2 separate regions of the Triticum aestivum genome follow, and region 1 is linked to region 2. A link is a contact called in public Hi-C data. All regions are on one chromosome and are shown on one strand. The core of a region is the stretch at or near the end of the contact, and the rest is flanking DNA. Distances in the headings are between cores, read along the strand shown.

Evidence for each region. A called contact is a pair of places that touch in the nucleus more often than the background predicts.
Region 1: a contact with region 2 is called in a Hi-C map of leaf, with 4 times the contacts expected there. The contact joins the promoter of LOC123187067 here to the promoter of LOC123187056 in region 2. A contact is called at or near these places in 3 of 5 Hi-C or Micro-C datasets (all in leaf).

What each region holds. Positions count from the first base shown.
Region 1 is chr2A:19,019,052-19,026,522 of IWGSC CS RefSeq v2.1, reverse strand. It overlaps LOC123187067 (cullin-associated NEDD8-dissociated protein 1), which reads left to right and starts at 2,824. Exons shown (of 29, transcript XM_044598829.1): 1 at 2,824-3,117; 2 at 4,399-4,484; 3 at 4,585-4,754; 4 at 5,228-5,435; 5 at 6,262-6,427; 6 at 6,530-6,659; 7 at 6,890-7,004; 8 at 7,087-7,244; 9 at 7,321-7,444. The coding sequence starts at 4,449. It overlaps LOC123187068 (1-aminocyclopropane-1-carboxylate oxidase homolog 1-like), which reads right to left and starts at 1,860. Exons shown (of 1, transcript XM_044598830.1): 1 at 420-1,860. The coding sequence starts at 1,775. The coding sequence ends at 591.
Region 2 is chr2A:18,678,895-18,685,557 of IWGSC CS RefSeq v2.1, reverse strand. LOC123187056 (UNC93-like protein 1) reads left to right here and starts at 4,465. Exons shown (of 2, transcript XM_044598816.1): 1 at 4,465-5,816. The coding sequence starts at 4,636. It overlaps LOC123187059 (UMP-CMP kinase 2), which reads left to right. Exons shown (of 9, transcript XM_044598820.1): 8 at 302-366; 9 at 1,009-1,322. The coding sequence ends at 1,015.

The DNA of each region.
Region 1 (7,471 bases), core at 1,575-4,074, 340 kb before region 2:
AGATGATGATGCCTCGTCAAGGACATGCCATCGATCTCTTCAAGAATATTTATCATGGTTCAACATTGGCTTTCGAAAGCACACTCCGATAACCCTAAAAAAAGGTACACTTTGATCAAATGCTGCACTTTTGCGATGCTGTTCGACGCACGGTCCCCCCAGCTGATGAACTTAGGAAACTCTCTCAGTATGTAATCAACAGCCAGTTGCTCATCGGACAGGGTAAACTAGTCTGCAGACTGCTCAACTTTCGCCGAAAGGCTCCTCTAGTCTAGAGAATAGAAAGACAGTGTGGCTGTGTGAGTGGCCATAGAGGAAGTGATGATGGGCACAAAGCGTTTGGAAATTTAAAATTCTGAATTCATGCTTCTTACTTTTGCTCTGCTCTTTCTGGCCGATCGCATGGAAACGAGGCTCAGTTAAGCTTACCGACCCCAATATTTTGATTTGTTTTGCTTTTGAATGAAGCACTCAACCTGTTACTGTTTGGCTTTGTGCATCAACCAAAATTCAAAAGGCATGGGCGGAGGACGGTGCAGAGCAGACATAGCAGAGTGAATATACAAGTTTGGAGGATTCAGTCATGAGATTCAGAGTCTGAAGTGCTGCAGTGCAGAGATGCCGGCGAGGCCCTTGACCTTGTAGTACTGCCGGACGACCTCCTCCACCGTCGTGCTCCTGTACCGCGCCTCGTCGCCGTCGGCGACGATCGGCGCCAGCACCCTCGTCGGCGCGGCGGCGCGGTCCGTCCGGAAGAAGCACGCCACCGAGACCCGTGGCCCCACGCCGTTGGACACCACGCGGTGCTCGACGCTCCTGAACCTGTCGTTGGACATGAGCTGCAGGAAGTCGCCCACGTTCACCACCAGCGCCCCGGCCACCGGCGGCACGTCCACCCACACCGCCTTGTCCTCGAGGTCGACGAGCACCTGGAGGCCGCCGACGGCGTCCTGGAGCAGCACGGTGAGGAAGCTGGCGTCGGTGTGCCGCGGGGTGCCGAGGGTGAGCTGCGGCTCCGGGCAGGCCGGGTAGTAGTGGCAGGCGAGGCTGAGCCCCTCCAGGCACCCGTGCTCCTCCTCCAGGTGGCCGGGGCGGAGGCCCAGCGCCTCCGACAGCAGCCCCAGCAGCGCGCGGCCCAGCCGCCGCTGCACCAGCCGCGCGTACTCCGGCGCGACGCGCCTGCACGCCGCCGGGAGCTCCTCGGGCGCCGGCGGCATCTCCATGAAGAGCGTGTCGCGCCAATTGGCCGCCGTCGACTGGAACAGGTCGAGGTTGCTCTGGTACCGCACACGCCGGCCGGTGTCCCGCGTGTAGTACGGCGCCTTGGCCTCCACGGGCTCCTCGATGAAGCCCCGCACCGCCGCCAGCATCGCCGACGTGGCCGCCTCCGGCACGCCGTGGCCCACCACCTGGAAGAAGCCCACCGTCTCCGCGGCCGCCCTCACCTGCGCGACCACCGCGGCCCGCGTGGTGGTGGTGCCCACGGCGGATGACAGGTTGATGACCGGCACGGTGAAGCGATGAGGTCGACTTGCGCCGTGGGTGAGGGACTCCGGCGGGTGGTGGAAGATGGACGGGACGGCGGTGACGCCCGCGTCCACCAGGCCCTTGACGCCGGCCCTCGTCTCGTCGAACGCCTTGAGGCTGATGGCGCGGAGGGGCTGGGCGGAGGCCATGGCATGGGCGCGCCGTGGAGTGATCGGTGCCGCCTGCTCCTTTTGATTCACTGGTTTGTGCGTGCCACGGGTGAGGTGAAGTCGTGGCCCTTTCTTCATCGAACGTGTCCGCCAGTGTCAGTGTGTTGCCGCCGGTGGTATCTCGTGGTTGCTGGCCATCAGCGGTGTAGACGTCACCGGCAAATGGTTGTGTGCAGACAAAAACAAGTACGAAAATAAATCTGGATATTTTGTTTTGTTACAAGACAAGATTTTTACCAATGATTTACTCCGTTGGCAATATGCAATATTGGACGGTTGCAAAAAACCCACACCTGTTTTATTCGGTTTTGCTAATTCTCAGTCGACCGAATAATTAGTTATATCTCAACCAACACCAAGGACTGTCGATCTCGACGACGTTGACGTCCATGTGAGTTTTTTTCCTTTTTGTAGACAAACGCTATGCTTTTGCTTTTTTATGTGATAGACGAACACTTTTTTTTGTAGCACAGACGGGGTTGAAACGAAAACTCGAAACTCATTAGCTAAATGAGTAGCTTGTGACTCGGCTCGACTTGAGTCGAACTTGTTGACTAACGAATCGACCCGAGTTTTAATCCGAGCTTGTTAATAAAATAAAATGAGTTCAACGACTCGAGCTAACGACTAACGAATCCATATTGTCATTTGTAGAGTGCATCAAATGTCTATTTAGTGTAAATTATTGATTGCTCCGGTTTTGTGAAGAATGTGTGTACTAATACTTTTTTGTGGATTAGTTGCTTAAATAATGTGTGTACATATACTTTTGCTATTCACATTTATAATGAGTTTAACAAGTTAGGCGAGGTAGCTCGCGAGTTACATGAGTCGAGCCGAGTTTGGGCTCGTTATGTTCACGAGTCAAGCTGAGCTACCTTGTAATCCCTCCGCCCCATGATATAAGAGCGTTTTTTACACTGGTCGACGGAGGGAGTACTTAGTAGTCTTAGGGTCTTTTTTGGAGCAAACAATTTCTTTTGAGGTTTTTTAGTAATTTTTTTTAGCAAATGCTATCGACTTAACTATTGATGGGCCATCCGTTCGGGCCGTCGCAGATAAATGTGCCGCTGGCCAGCCCAGCAAGCCCAGCCCAAGGGGTATATGTCCAGAACCCTAACTCTCCCCCAAATCCCCACTCCCCCGTGCTCAGCTCCGGCGCGGTGCTCTGCTCTCCTCCCCGTCCCCGGCAGCGGCGATCGGCAAGCGACGTCCCTCGTGCGCCGCAGCCGAGCGTTCTTCGGAGGGCGTCGTGCGGCATTGGGACTCCTCGCCACCGCAGCCGGCCTCGCCGACTACAAATCCCCATCCCCTCCCTTCCCCGCCCCACCCATCCAACCCCCCCTCCCAGGCGAGCCCCCGAGAAGTTTCCGATCGAATCGAAGCCAAGCAAGCTTCCCTCCTCCTCCTCCACCTCAAGGTACGCGAGCCTCCGACCGCTCCTCCTCTTGCCGGTGCCCCGCCCGTCGCCGTTAGGGTTGCTCTCGCTCGATCCGTCGTTGCTGGTTCCGCTCGTTCCATGCTAGTAGTGCTGGTTTGGATTTGACTGCTGATTCGGCTCGGTAGTGGGCTGCAGCGCAAACCCCTCTCGATTGTGCCTGGATTGCCGGGTAGATCTGCCGGTCTGAGACGCTGTTGGTGCTGGTTCTGTTCGTCTGTCTAGGTTTGTGTCGATTGATTCCGCTCGGTTGCTGCTAGTGCTAGGTCTCAGTTGTGGGTTTCTGGACTTTCCAGCGCTCAGGATGTCTTTGATGTTGCACCTGAAATTTTCTGTTCAAGTCGTTGGGCCTAGTAGTTGCTTGTAGGACTTGAGCATCGGTTCTGATCTGGAAATCATGTGTGTTTGATGATATTATTATCGTTGGTTCACCTAGACTTGGTAGCTTGCATCAGGCTTGAACATCAGGGTGCTGACCATGGTTACCCTGAGTTTTTACTCAGGTTCCTATTACAAAACAATGTCAATGTGTCCCAGTTTTGCTTCTCCGTTCGCTCCAGCGCCATCTGACGAGGCTCCTGGATCTAGGGGCATCGTCGCCATCCCGGCCTCTGTGTCCAGTGATTCAATTCATGGTTGTATAGTAGCGTCAGCGCTGTGTACTACTCTTTAGCACGGATGATGTACACACGGTGTGTCTACACGCGAGACTCTATGTTTGTGCTATTTTCGGTTGGTTGCTGGTGTTAAAAAGTATACAAATGGACTAGTGCTAATGTCATTCTTCTCTGTTCTTAAATTGCTCGATGTATAGATTTATGCCTTCTTTATCTTCTTTTCAATTTCTTTCTCTTAGTTGGTGTGCTGCTATGCTATAAAAGAAGACCATAGGGTGTACTACAACTGAATCTCATATCATGTGTTTTGAATCCCCTGTTTGCTTATTTTGCAAATATTTTGACCTCTATCCACAATAGCACGAATAAGTAACTAATGTTCGTTACTAACACAACATACACGTATCGCATGTGCTAGGCACATTGGTGTGAAGCGAGTCGTCAGGTGTTCGACCTCCACATTAGAGTGTTCTAAATTCTTTTTTTGGCCGTTTTTTCTCCATCCAGCTTACTTGTCCTGCCAGAATGCACCTACATTGATTCTGTTGGTTTGGCGCAGCTTTAAAAACCATGCACTTAGCAAGACATATTCTGTTAGGCTGTTGGCAATTGAACATGTCTCATTGCATAATTTGCTTTTTATTAGGATACTATTGAATACATTTGTGAAGAGGACTTGAACACAGGTTCGGCACGATGGCGAATACAAACATAACCGGCATATTGGAGAAGGTATCCATTATACTAATTTGCATTTCTTACAAAGGAATCATCAGTTTTTCCTCTTTATTCATGCTTTGTAACATTTTTTATTTCGTGTATGTGCTTTCAGATGACAGGGAAAGATAAAGACTACAGATATATGGCTACATCAGATCTGCTTAGTGAGTTGAACAAAGAGAGTTTCAAAGCAGATCAAGACCTTGAATCAAAGTTGACTAATATTGTTCTTCAACAACTGGAAGATGCTTCAGGAGATGTTTCTGGTTTAGCTGTGAAATGGTACCTTCTCCTTTAAAATTACTTAATCCGTTGTTTCGATTCTTCATGTTTGGCATGCTTGCGTTCTTCATGTTTGTATTGAAATTATCCTGTGTATACATTTGTGGCTCACATTTCTTTCTGGTGCGGTTATTGCGGAAGTAAGGATTTTGCATGTTAAGATCCTGTTATTGTTGATTATCCCTTCCTTCCTGCTAGAATTTGGGAACATTCTGACAATACTAGCTACGCTGTAGTACCTGTCAGATGCATTAGCCTGTTATTATTTGTTAAGAAGATGTCATCATACCTCTTCTATCTTCTAGATTGGCTATTGGCTTGCAATAACATTATTTTTTTAAGTACACTCATTTTCCTTATGTATTTGTGGGGTTAAATTTTTGCAGAGAAATTTGGTACCTAATTGGTTAATTGTATTACCTCCCCTACATCCATTCACTACATTTACTCTTGTTATTTCTTTTATTGTTTAGCTTGGCTCCACTTGTTAAGAAGGTTAACGAGGAAAGAGTAGTGGAGATGACCGACAAGCTTTGTGATAAATTACTCAATGGGAAGGACCAACATCGTGATACTGCTAGTATAGCTCTGAAGGCAGTCATTGTGGAAGTTACTACGGCGTCACTTTCTGAAAAGATTTTAGTTTCTCTTGCCCCGCAGCTAATCAACGGTGTCACCAATGTAAGTTTTTAATCTGTTTCGTGCTTGCCAGAATTTCCCTTTGTTATTGTAGGCCTCTTTAAGTATTAATTTATTCAGATGTCTAGTTTTGGTCTGGTAATTGAATTTTCCAGTGCTTGCTGGTTAAGGTTTAATGCTCCTCATACGGCCTTCTAATTGGGAAGGTGTTCATATGTGCAAGTCGGGAGTAGCTTTCTGTGTATCCATCGTATCTCACTATCTCATCCATTTGTTCCGTCTTACAATGGAAATGACCACTTGTATACCTTGTTCATTTGGTCATGCAGTATGGGTCCAGATATATTTTACCTGTACATTGTTGCTATTGTAGTTATCTGCTTGTTAGCAATCATGAGTCAACGTATTGTGGGCAAGAGAAGTGAAACCCAATATGTGCCTTTTTTTAACCTTTTATGGTTTGTTTGTTTAATAGCCAATATGGATTTCCAGGTTGGTCAATATTGATTTCTCTAGTTAATAGAAGTTATGTGCTTTAGTTTTTAACCACCACATAGAAGCTAATGGAGTTGTTTATGGAATAAATGGCATCTATCATCGCTTCTGTGGGACAAGTATGATGCTAATCCTTTTCGACACTGGAAGGCTCTTAGCTGGAAAATCAGCAACAAACAACATACACAGTTTGGCATAATTTATTTGGGAATGTCCAATATATCCGTTTATTAGGGCAGTTTGGCAGCATTTTGTTTATGTTCATTACTTCTTCCTTTTTCTTTTGCCTACTTGTGACATTATCTGGAAGTTTGTACAACATACTCTTAAATTAAATGCAATTGTCTTGATACATTTTTTCTTTTGTTGACAGGGAAAGAGTGCTGAAATTAAATGTGAATGTCTTGATATATTAAGTGATGTGCTTCATAGATTCGGCAACGTGATCACGAAAGATCATGCGTATATGCTCACTGCACTTTTAACTCAGCTGAGCTCCACTCAAGCAAGTGTCAGAAAGAAGTCTGTTTCGTGCATTGGTATACCTGATTGCATTTTACAGTTATTTTGATTGTTAATGCTTGCAAATGATTGGCAATCTTAATTATTTATAGTGACTAATGTATCGCTTTATGTTGCAGCATCGCTTGCTCCATGTTTGTCAGATGATCTATTAGCCAAGGCAACTCTGGAGGTTATCAAATTGCTGAAAATTAAAAGGGCAAAGTCTGACATAACCCGCACAAATATCCAGATGATTGGTGCTCTAAGGTATATGCTTTGACCTAACCAAGTGCCGCAATTTTTTGTTCATAACTGCTTTTATGAGCAACAGCATGTGTGAGTTATGCAGCTTCAGATTTGGCTAGTTCAAACATTGATAAAATATCTAGAAAATAAACAAATCTGCTGGATGATACCCAACGATAATTATGTTAGTGAAGTACAAGAGCTTTGGTAGGTGCAGCTCAAGTTCTAATATAATTTATTTTGACTTACAGTCGCTCAGTTGGATACCGGTTTGGACCACACCTTGCTGAAGCTGTTCCTTTACTCATAAACTATTGTACAAGTGCATCAGAAAATGATGAAGAGCTCCGTGAGTACAGCTTGCAGGTGAGAATTTATGTTCAGTACTTAGCTTAGATTACTCTTACCGTTGCTTCACTATGGCTATAAATTACCTCCGATCTTGTAGGCCCTTGAGAGTTTTATGCTCAGATGTCCAAGAGATATTTCCCCATATTGTGAGGGTATTTTGAATCTTGCTTTGGAATATGTAAGCTATGATCCTAATTTCACTGATAGCATGGAGGAGGATACTGATGATGAAGTACAGGATGAGGAAGAGGATGAGTATGTTACTTTCTTATAATACAGAAACTGTGGTTCCTATTAATGTAATTGAAACATCTTTAACATTTTCTTCCAGTGAGAGTGCGGATGAATACACAGATGATGAGGATGCAAGCTGGAAGGTTCGCCGGGCATCAGCGAAGTGCCTATCTGCAATTATAGCATCTCGTCCTCAAATGTTGTCTAAGATGTATCAGGAGGTATGTTGGCGACAGCATGTTAAACCA
Region 2 (6,663 bases), core at 3,216-5,715:
AGGCAGAGCCAGGATGCGATTCCCTCGTGTTCTGAATTCATATAACTGCAAGACCATTTTTCTATGGTGTGGGGAGGGGAGTGAGATCAGAGATCTGCGTATTTATTTGATATTAGATGAGTGTCTGCAATTCACTCATTTTGGAAGAAATTGCTAATCTCTTCAGAAGGGGTACATATCAGGGATATAACACAGTAACATATTCTGTATACCACTCATATTCAGGATCTGTAGGATGTCTTATTTATTTTTGAGACTTGACCTTTAGGGTGTCTAAGAGTACTTGTTGAACTCCATGCAGATAAATGCAACGGGAACTGAAGATGAAATCTTTGAAGCAGTTCGCAAGTTGTTTTCCTCCTTAAGGTAAATCCTGATGTTTAAGACACGAAATTCCTCTCATTTACTGTGACTATGTCCGCTCTCCTGAAGGAGATGCACATTCTTGCATCATCTGATTTCTGATTGCTTGCATATTATTTTCTAGTCCCAATTACTGTAGTTCTGAAAGCTTTTCAGTCCTCACATATTTAGCATATCCCAACCCTCAGTCCTCACATATATTGCAGCACCCACACTTTTTCAATACATTAACAAGTGATGGCATGTTCTTTATACTAAGCCTGCCATTGCAGCTAGGGCAGGCCGTCGCTATAAGCAGAAGGGTATTGCTTGTAGGTACAAAGAGCTTGCGTTCCTGAATCCTTGCCATTTGTGTTCACTGTGCACAATAAAGAAAGACAAACTGACAAGCAAAATGAACATGGTAGCATTTATCTTACTGATTGATGGATAAGGAAGAAGAGGTCCAGGATGTTGCTACGTCGCAAACTTTGTCATCTAGCTGACTCGCCGAACCCTCGCCTGTAGCTAGTTTCTCGACACGTTTGACTAAGCAACGCTAGCAACTTGCGGTTGTCCCAGCTTATGATAAAGATGCACTCCTACTTTGTTGCTACATATACACAAGGTAGTTGCAATCATTTGACCATTTCACCCTGTTTGCAGGCTATGAGGAGGCTGTCGTCTTCCGCGCGAGCGGGGGGAATTGGAATTACGCCTGGCGGAAATTCTCTCTCCCTCTTTTCTTTTACCTTTACATCTCTTAGCATAATAATTGTACATATTCTGATACACGGACCATTCCTGTGAAAACAGAGGGCCCCTGGTGAAACGCCCAGCCTGCCTGCTATGATAAACCCTGACCCTTGCGCTCTCGTCACGCGCCACGGTATACGATACTTCAGACTGCAGCAAAACTGCTACAACGATATTTTTTTTCTGCCAACACCCTACAAATATATGTCTGCCGTGTTTTTTTTACCAGGATAATATAGTTGTATGTATGTGCGCCGTGCTTGTGTTGTGACGATTTGCTGGGTATATATCTATGGAGAGATGAGGTGAGAGCTGCAGGCGTCCGATAAACTAGTGATTTGACTGGAGGAAAAAGGCCGTGTACGTTTGGATTTAGTTAATGTGAACTGCCGGCGTGTTATTGTCAGTTCTTGACCGGCCGTTTAGCAGTAGCTGATGCCATCTTCAAACGCTCGCCAAAAAAAAAAAATGTGTGGAGCGCCGGCGCTTCCACGCTGAGGCTAATCTGAAAACTCCCCATCACCAAAAGGTTGTTTGTTTATGTACTCCACGGGAGGAGAAAGCTCTGCTACTATTGACTTCTGCTGTTCCTTTTTCTTGCCTGCATCATCGCCTTGCAGGCCATGGAGCGTGGACACCTGGCACTTGCTTGAGTGCCAGGGCATCATCGTCTTCATCGTTGTGCTGACAGGTGGACTTCTCCGAGGCCCTCTTTGGATCCTAGGAATGAATGGAACACGTGGAAACAGATGGAAACTCTTGAATGGAAATTGAAAAGGAAATGGAGCCTCAGTTCCTTTGAAAATGGTAAGACCTTTGGCGCAAGAAGAAGGGGCGGTCCATATCATATTGACTTGGTTCTGTCCCTCCTCTTTTTTTTTTTTTTTAAGAATACCGAGTCGGCTTCTTCTCCTACCAGTGTCGAATATGAATTCGATTGGAGTATATGCAAAGGCAACACGGATGATTGCGAACGGAACAAGTGAATTTGATGTCAATATGCGAAGGCGACACAGATTATTGTGAAACGCAGAAAGGTCGCAACTTTTTTTTCCTACGGGCATGTGAAAACTGTCTCGATCGCACGCACATAATCCGGGAAATGAAGAGGTTGAGGCGAACCTGAAATTCGTGTTGGAATCTAGGTGCGGAGAAAGAGATGACACGTCACGAGCAACGTCGGCATCGACTGGACCAAGCTACCATGAGTCAAGGAGTGAGGTCATGTGAAGACTTTTTGGGAGCAAAACTCCAACAGGGCCGAGCATGTCATAGCCAACCAAAAATTTCTCATCTATACGTTTCCATCCAAAAAAAGAGAGCAAGTTGAAGTGATTGTCTCCAAAAAAGACCACATTCTGCACATTCACACAGTCAAGAAACCATAAATGTGCCCCCGCAGGGAGAAAACATAAATGTGACTATTATTTTGTACCACTATATATAATTATAAAACCTAACAGAATGTACGAATGTACTCCCTCCATAACGCTCTTATATCTCTTTACAGAGGGAGTATATTTTAGACAAATCTATAGATACTGATCTTTACACGTGTAGGGGAAACTTTTGAAAGGGAAAAGCGAGAGTATATTTTAGACAAATCTAATGTTTTGCAATGTTATTTTTTTCGGAAAATCGAAGGTTTATTTTTAGAATGAAAGTGAAAGGTTTCATAGTGGGAGCATTCTGCAATTAACTAGTATAAGAAGCTACAGCTTGTCACTTTGTCAGACGGAGTCGAGGAAAGGTCCATCTTGGACTCTACTAACCTCGTGTTAGCCTGCATGATTAACCAGCTAGCTGCCCCTAACGGTGAAAGCTAGCCAGGATTACGACCCCCTCTCCCTATGGATCTATGATTAGCTGGGTGTATTTGTCCTATGCCACAAACAACGGGCGAAGGTGATTCACTAGGAAGGACAGGGACGCAGCTAGCTGCAAGTTGCGAGCAAAATTCCAAAATTGCAGGACCAAGAATCTCAGCCCTGCGTCCTTGTGGCAATCAACCAAGCAATGTTCGATGGAGGAACATCGATCCTCCAAATAAAGAACAAGGGGATGTTGGGACGCTGTTCTTGCTGGCCCCACTGCCAAGTCATATTTATCAATGTAGGATGGATCTTTGACAGGGATAAGGTTGTGTGCCTTTGTGGGAAATGCATTGGAGCGCCCGAGTGTCACGTACCCCTATATGAAACTAGCATTAAAAAATATCAGAAAATTTCAAAAAAAAAATCAGAAATACACCTGTTTCATTTTCACAGGGAATGGGTGCCCGTGGTATCCATGGCGTGGGAATTACAGACATATGTTGCATCCAATTTTTTTTCTATACATACGACTTGTTTGTCCTTTTTACTAACATTAACATGGGCACCCATTCCCCACGAAATTGAACATGGGTGTACAACGGGCACCCAGTTTCATATTACAAAATTTTAGATTTTTTTTAAATTTCTAATATATTTTTAATGCTATATTCACATAGGGGTGCACCATTGTTAAAATGCCGGAATATCCCTTGTGAAAATTAATAAGTGTTTACTATGTGTAGTTTGGTGATTCTTCAAATCGCAATATTCGACTCTCCTATCTTTCACCCCTTCTCATCTCTGTCGGCTCATCTCGTGTGTGCACAAATCTCCTTCCAACTCGCATATGTGTTATGGAGATCATGATGAATTGTAATAAGAACTTATGAAAATAGAATGCCATATCTCGCAAAATTTAATTCAGTGTGCATTCCAATTGGCGATGATGATGATGCTCCAAACCAAATGTGGAAAATCCTACCTTCAAAATTCGTTCGTCTCCCCCTTCACCGCACCAAAACGAATAAATGGAAACAAAAAAAAATCCAAATTTTGATTGGGGCTCTTTTTTCAGAAATACTAACCGGTGAATGTTTCCTGGGAGGGGGGTGACAAGCGAACAATTTCTTAAGGCATTTTTAGGTGGTAGGAGATGGCTAATTCTGCTTGTTTTTGCCGCAAAAACTTTCTTCTTTCCAGAAACCGTCATGCGTATCTAAAAAAATTGCCATGTGTCTCTGAAAAAACTGTCAGCAAAAACGTTTGCAATACCACCCCTCACAACGAACGGTCGCCAGCTATTACGGTCTTTTTTTCTTTTTGCCACGTCGAACATGTTTTCGAAAATTTCAAAAAAAGAAAAAACTTTGTAGTAACAATCTTTGCTTATTACTTCGCCAAATAAATATCCATATTAAAGACGACGCACATATTTGAACTGATAAATGGGTAGTAATTAAGTTCCCAAATATACTGAATAAATGCAATCATCACTGACTAATGATGCTCCAAATGTCGCCCTCTGCTCCTCCTCAATGTCGCCGTCTCTTTCTCCCCCTTCTCGCAACAGAATCAAAACAGAGGAGCCACCAAGATCCCATCTATAAATACCGCCACCTCCGCCGATCGTCTTCCACCTCGCCTTCGTCCCCGCCGATTTGTCTCCACCCATCAGCTGCCGTCCTCACTCCTCTCCGCCGGCCGACCCATTCGGAGCGACGAAATGGCCGTGTCGACGGAGCTGCCGGAGGCCGGGTCCCCGCAGGAGCAGGGGACGGAGGCGACGGCGCCGCCTCCCCCCGGCCTGCGGTACAACTCGCCGCTGGTCCAGGTGTCGCTGATCGGGCTGGTGTGCTTCTGCTGCCCGGGCATGTTCAACGCGCTGTCCGGGCTGGGCGGGGGCGGGCAGTTGGACCACACCACGGCCGACAACGCCAACACGGCGCTCTACGCCTGCTTCGCCATCTTCGGCGTCCTCGGCGGCGCCGCCCACAACCTGCTCGGCCCGCGCCTCACGCTGCTCCTGGGGTCCCTCACCTACCCGCTCTACGCCGCCTCCTTCCTCTACTACAACCACCGCAAGTCCCAGACGTTCCCCATCATCGCCGGCGCGCTGCTCGGCGCCGGCGCGGGCCTGCTCTGGGCGGCGCAGGGCGCCATCATGACCTCCTACCCGCCGCCCAACCGCCGGGGCAGCTACATCTCGCTCTTCTGGTGCCTCTTCAACCTGGGCGGCGTCCTGGGGGGCCTCCTCCCCTTCTCCTTCAACTACGCCCGCACCGACGCCGGCAGCGTGAACGACGCCACCTACGGGGCCTTCATCGGCTTCATGCTCCTCGGCGCCGCGCTCACCTTCCTCGTCCTCCCCCCCGCCAGGATCGTCCGGGACGACGGCACCCGCGCCACCAGGGTCACCTACTCCTCGGTGTCCACCGAGGGGTGGGAGATCCTCAAGCTCTTCACCAACTGGAGGATGCTGCTCATCCTGCCCGCCGCATGGGCCAGCAACTTCTTCTACACCTACCAGTTCAACAACGTCAATGGCCTCCTCTTCACCCTGAGGACCAAGGGCCTCAACAATGTTTTCTATTGGGGCGCGCAGATGATCGGCTCCGCCGGCATCGGATACTTCCTCGACTTCGGCTTCGCCAGCCGCCGGAAGAGGGGCCTCATGGGCGTCGCCGCCGTCGCCCTCCTCGGCACCGCCATCTGGGCCGGCGGCCTCGCCAACCAGCTGAGGTATCTCGACGGCGAATTCCCCGACAAGATCGACTTCAAGGAGGGCCGCCGCTACGCCGGGCCATTCCTGCTCTACTTCAGCTACGGCCTCATGGACGCCATCTTCCAGAGCCTCATCTACTGGATCATCGGCGCCCTCGCAAACGACTCACAGATCCTAAGCAGGTACTTAGACACTCTCCATTTATGCAGTAGTACATGCCTGCTGAATTTCCTAACAGGTTTTGGATTGGCAACAATTTAACATGATAGGTATGGAGTACTAATGACTAATCTTAACCTTGTTTCAGATATAATACTACTGTACTTGAATTGGTTAACTGTGAAGTTAGTATTAACACGGATAAATGGGATTCTTTAAATTTGTAGTGCTGAATTTAGCTGTAGAATCCACTGTTTGATTTGATAGAAGAACATCTCTCTTCTTCTTCTCATGCTTCTCACTCTGTTTTGTAGCAGAAGCAGACTCTGCTTTAGGAAAGTTTCAAAGTACACTACTCCCTCCGTCCCAAAATATAATAACGTTTTTACACTATACTAGTGCAAAAAACGTTCTTATATTTTGGGACAGAGGGAGTACTAGATAAGACACTCCATAAACTTTGGAGGGAGAGTCCACTGACTTCACACGGCTAGATTTGATATGAAAACATGGCATCTGAATCATCATCCCTGTGGTTGGAAAGGGGGTCATCTTTTTCGTGTGAAATACTAGTACTACACTTAACTCAAGTGAGTGTGATGACCTGGGGTGGTTCAAGTACCATGAGTCCATGACCATCACGGCAGATACTAGTTAAGGCAAAAGGATGCCTTGACTTCTGAACTCTGCCCCCTTCCAAAATCTGATTACAGGGGAAGCAACATTTCAGTCTCACTTTTCCCCCTTTTGGAATTACATGTCAGAGTCTTGTTTGCTGTCTCAAACCTAGTGCTATCCATCTTCAGAAATTCTTGCCCAATTTAATGCATCAGAAAATCTGCCGCTGCTGATAGAAACCCCGGAATGAAT